2 separate regions of the Capra hircus genome follow, and region 1 is linked to region 2. Evidence: chromatin contacts called from public Hi-C data. All regions are on one chromosome and are shown on one strand. Each heading gives the region's core, a stretch centred on a gene start, on an enhancer-like site or on the middle of the called end of the contact. The rest is flanking DNA. Distances are from core to core; before and after follow the strand shown. Region 1 has its middle 380 kb from the start of RNF144A. Region 2 holds the start of ID2 (DNA-binding protein inhibitor ID-2).

Evidence for each region. Hi-C and Micro-C count contacts between places; a contact is called where the count stands out from the background.
Region 1: a contact with region 2 is called in a Hi-C map of blood, with 4 times the contacts expected there. The contact joins the enhancer-like site here to the promoter of ID2 in region 2. A contact is called at or near these places in 2 of 5 Hi-C or Micro-C datasets (both in blood).

Annotation. Positions count from the first base shown.
Region 1 is chr11:89,251,642-89,254,341 of ARS1.2, forward strand. No RefSeq gene overlaps it. Among named protein-coding and RNA genes, the nearest start is that of RNF144A, 380 kb to the right of the region's middle. Within about 2 kb of position 1,415, at least 2 of the 5 cell types and tissues checked have an H3K27ac peak or open chromatin away from gene starts, as enhancers often do.
Region 2 is chr11:88,212,752-88,215,451 of ARS1.2, forward strand. ID2 (DNA-binding protein inhibitor ID-2) reads right to left here and starts at 1,385. Exons shown (of 3, transcript XM_005687031.3): 1 at 828-1,385; 2 at 444-507. The coding sequence starts at 1,175. The coding sequence ends at 451.

The DNA of each region.
Region 1 (2,700 bases), core at 165-2,664, 1.0 Mb after region 2:
GCACTGACCACCCTGTATTTTTAGGAAAGAAGACAAGGTAATTCTATAAGATGAATTGTAGGATATTCCAAACCCTCTGGTTGCCTCCATCTCACTCAGAGTAAAAGCCAAACCTTTCAAGGAGCTCCAAGGTATTACGCGATCTGGCCCCACGTTATTGCCTCCATCTCATCAGGTGTTGTACTTGCATTGGTTCCTGTGGCTTCACTTTTTTCTTTGCTGTGATCAGCACACCAGGTACACCGATACTAAACCCCTCAGGCCACTCACACTCATGTCCTCCCAAACTAGAAGGATCTTCCCCACGTGTCCACTGGTTCCCATATTTCCTTCAAGGCTCTACGCAGATGGGAGGCTTTCTCTATCCACCACATACATTTTTTAAAATATATAATTCAATTTGTTAGGCTTCATAGTTCTCTAGATCATTTATCATCATCAGATAAATTATAAATATATTTTAAATTAAAGACTGATCCCACAAGGGCAGCACTTTCTGTGTTACTCATTGCTGTACCTGGGATACCCACTATAACCACTCTCACACTGAATATATATTTATTCAATCAATATATGAAGTCTTTCACTAGTACTAATAGCTTATAGATTATAATTGTTTCTGTGTAGAACATACTTTATTTGTACTTAAGAGCAACTGTATTTGTTACAAGTGCAAGGAAAAGAGGCTTTAACACATTTCCTTCCTACTGTCCAGTCCAACCCACATATTTGTTGCCGTTACTCAGTTGCTCAGCTGTGTTCATCTCTTTGTGACCCCATGGTCTGCAACATGCCAGGCTTCCTTGTCCTTCACTATATCCTGGAGTTTGCTCAAATTCCTGTCCATTGAGTCAGTGATGCTATCCAACCATCTGATCCTCTGTTGCCCCTTTCTCCTGCCTTTTCCAGTGAGTTGGCCTTTCACATCATGTGGCCAAAGTATTGGAGCTTCAGCTTCAGCATCACTCCTTTTAATGAATATTCAGGGTGGAGATGCCAAAACGCTTCTTGCTGGATGGTTGGGTGGCATCCACAGATACTTGACACAGAAGCTTGGACTATAGTTCCGGGTGTGGTATGGGTGCCACTCTCTCTCGGGCCCATGTATTCTTCCATGTCTACAAGGGTAGGCACTGCAGAGCACACAAAGATGAATGTCACCAGGACCCAGTCCTCAGGGAGATCCAGGACTAGGAGGGAGGTATCTTCAGCTGCATGAGGGGCAGTCGCACTCGATAATGCAGTGGGGTCGTCCCTATACCTTAGGGCTGACTCAGAGCAGAGTCGTGGGTTGGGACACCTGAGGGCACCACGATGGACCTGGCCACGCTCAGGCGCATGGAGCGCACACCTGCGATGACGTCACGCCTGGGCTCACCTGCCTGAGCGGAAGGCCTCGGGGGATGCTCGGGCGGCTGGGGGAAGGCGCGCACCTGCCACCGCCCCATACCTACGGAGGCCTTGCCAGTGCCCAGCCAACATAGGCAGGTCTCTGTGCCTTGGTTCTGTGTGTAAAATAATGATTCAAACCAAGCCCTATGTTGAGAGGACTAGGAGATGGATGGACCTGAAAGACACTGGCACTTGATACTTAGTAAAAACTCAATGATTATGAATCCTTGCTATTTATATTAAAGAGAAGCAAAATACCCTGGAGAAGCACCATGGCTACCCAGAAAGTTTGGGAAAAGTTTGGAAAGCACAGCCAGTTAAGCCAGGATTCTAAAGATGAATGAGATTCAACAGACGGGGACAGTTGTATGGATGCAGAAAGTTTTCCAAACCAGGGACTGGGCTGAGCAAAGGCGCTGGGCAGGGAATGCATAGTGGGTGTGAAGCTGAGTGGGGAGAAGTGGGGAGAAGCTGGGTGCTCCCGGAAGTCATCCAGCCAGCGGACAGAATCAGGGCATGCACTTGGGTTTGTCCAGGTTTGTTTGTCACCTTCCGAGTGTCTCGTGTGTATTTCTCCAGTGTGTCCAGGATTCTGGCTTTATGCACCATGTGAGAAGCCCTACACCTTAGAGCTGACTCAGAGCAGAGACGTGGGTTGGGACACCTGAGGGCACCAAGATGGACCTGGCCGCGCTCAGGCGCGTGGAGCTCACACCTGCGATGACGTCACGCCTGGGCTCACCTGCCTGAGCGGAAGGCCTCCGGGGATGCTCGGGCGGCTGGGGGAAGGCGCGCACCTGCCACCGCCCCACAAACGCCGCAGTGAGAGGCCGCTGATTAACATGCAGAGCCCCGCGAGAGGGCGAGGTGCCGCAGCTGGACAGCAGCTTCTCCCGGCCGTTTGAAAAAGCCTCTCTCACAGCTGGAGATAAAATAGCCCCGGTGCCACTGGCCGGCCATTGTGAACAGCAAAGGGTCCTTCTTCTGGCGGAAGCAGAAGTTCACCCAGCTGTCAAGGATTTGAAATGTAAAAACCCCAGGCCTCCTGGGGGAGGGGAGAGGACAGAGGCCACGTCAGAGGAAATGCAAGCTGCTCTGGGGGTTGAGGAAACCGTGGGCTGAGGCAGTTCACTTTGAGCAATCAATAAGGCTTTCAGAGAGCGGCGGAGAAAAAACAGTTCCGGAGAGAGGGCAGCGAGCTCTGGGCCAGGAACTGCTTCTATCCCTCCTGCCGGGGGTCTGCAGCCTTCGGGATCCCTGGCGCCAGGAGGCCAGACTGAGCTGACCGCAGTGGAAACGTGGTGCCTG
Region 2 (2,700 bases), core at 135-2,634:
ACAGGGTAGCAATGCTCAACTAGCCGATCCCAGGGGGCTGGAGTTTTGGGGAAGGAGGATCCCTATGGAATTTGCGGTGATAAGATTAATTATATGGAGGTTAGTACCTCATAGTACCAGAGCAATAGCAGAAAACAGCCGGGGCATGTTACAGGCGCACAAGAAGCCAGTACGTATTCTCCTTCACCACCTTGGGAGTAAGTTACAGGCATTGATTTTTTCTTTTCTTTTTTTTTTTTAAAGAAAACGTTCTGGGATTTTGAGTAACAGGAGCTAGATGGCTCTTCATGTCTAGTACGCGTAAACAATGTACTACGTGCAACACAACGAAGTACACGTTCATTTACCAAACCCCCAAATTTTACAGATACGCAAGTACCCACGCGCGCGCACACACACTCCAAGCGCCAGTTCACCAACGGGGGACACAAGCAGACACTCACCATTTATTCAGCCACAGAGCGCTTTGCTGTCATTTGACATTAATTCAGAAGGGAATTCAGAAGCCTGCGAGAGAAAGGGGGGGGGGGGAAAGGCACAAGACGTTAGACAACCTTAAGGAGAAAGAACCTCTTAAAAAAAAAATAGTTTAATTTTGAACAGCAAGTTCCAAAAACCCACGTTTATGAATTCAGATTTAGAGGCATTCACATGTCATAACAATTTCACGCACACGACTCCTTCCACAGCAGATTTGTTTTTGTTTTTTTTTAATGACTGTTAACAGGGACAGTGATAAAGTTATTAGCCCGTCTGTAAGTCAGCGACTAGGGCCCGCCGCCTGACACCGGCTCTACCCGAGCATCGCTGGGGGGAGCGGGTCTTACCTGCAAGGACAGGATGCTGATGTCGGTGTTGAGGGTGGTGAGCGGCGTCCTGGACGCCTGGCTCTGCCCGGGTCGCTGGTGGTGCAGGCTAACGATGGTGGGGTGCGAGTCTAGAGCGATCTGCAAGTCCAAGATGTAGTCGATGACGTGCTGCAGGATTTCCATCTTGCTCACCTTCTTGTTTTGCGGGATGCTGGGCACCAGCTCCTTGAGCTTGGAGTAGCAGTCGTTCATGTTGTACAGCAGGCTCATCGGGTCGTCCACTGGGGTTTTGCTCCGGGAGATGCCCAGGCCGTGGTCCGAAAGGCTGTTTTTCCTAACGGACCTCACTGGACTGAAGGCTTTCATGCTGATCGCGGGGAAGGGAAGCGAAGCGATTGGGAGGAGGGAAGCGGGCTGCCCCGAAGCTCAGGCCGCCGCCGCCGCCGCCGCCGCTGCCGCCGCCTCCTGCGAAGGTCGTCGCGCTCGGCACCGCGCTCGGCTCAGAATGAAGCGGAGAGCCCGGCCCGGCGGCTTTTATACGCGCTCGCCGGGGCCACACGACCCGGCTTCCCCGCGACCCCATTGGTGGAAGGCGGCGCGTCCATCAGGCCGGGCGGGCGCGCCCATTGGCAGGTGCGGGCGCGAGGGGAGAGCTCCGTCCTTCCGCGTTCGCAGCCAATCGCCGTGGGGGTGGGCGGAACGGGCGCCAGCCCAGCTGAGGTGGTAAATAGAGTACTGTGAGCGCCGGGCCCAGGGGGACCTGGGGGTGGGCAGGGACCGGGGGACGGCCGAGCGACGGGAGCAGCGGGGCGCGGACGCGGTGGGGGCGGGGACACCCCGGGACCGTAAGTGGGCACCCCAATCCCAATCCCGATCACTAGGCGGGACCCTCCCCCTAAAGGTGCCCCCCGACGGAGGCTGCTACTCCTCCAAGCTTTCAGCATCACTAAGATCACAGCACCCCCGCGGAGTCTGCAGGGCAGAAGGGGAAAGCCACCACGGTTCCCCGCTCCTCCCGGAAAGTCATCAAGACGTTATGGAAAGCATTTCCGAAAAAAGGGAAAACGCAAATAACTTTGCCATCCACAACTGATGTTTGTAGATTGAGATCGGCCTCTTAAGATCAGGAAAAGCTTTATGAAAACAAACCCCAAAACACCCACGCGCGCGCATTTCAACGACAGGTTTAAGTGTGGGATCGTGCAACCCGGAGCAACGCAGAAGACAGTATAGTAAACTGTGAAGTGAGTACTTACTGGATAACTGTGCTGATCGCTAAGGAGCTCGAGACGCGCGGGACCCTTCCTGGGTTCCTTCTCTAACACTGGGAAGGGCTATTATAATAAAGCTATTAATCGGAAATCATTAGGAGTATTTGCATATTGAAGCTGTATTTACATACACTACCCTTGAGAGGCTGCTGGTCCGCTCTGCAGTGTCGGTGGCAAAGCAAGGTGACTAGCTATGCACACATCATGATTTCTGGTGTCACATTTTAGCGCCTGCTGTATTTTTAAAGTTTTGTACAGGTAGGTGGCCCTAGCCACGGTCAATATCTTCACACTGTTTTTAAAAAAATCTATAAGGTACCAGGTTGGGAATCTTCTTAGCACCAGTACTGGAGGCAGCTTCAGGTTGTGTCACCTGCCCTCATCTTTTAAAAAATTTTTCTTTCTAGAAATCTTTTAAGAACTACAGTTTGCAGTTCTTTACTCAAATCCTCTTCAGTGAATTCACACATAATTCTAACTTAACGGAAGACTACAGTAAGTTAGTTGTGTGTTTTAAAAATCATTTTTCTAGAATACAATAAACTAGAAAGTCTGAAAAAGCATTCTATTTTTAAGTGTCTTGTTTACTTTATCTCAATCTGCATCTCCTCGGCCTTTAA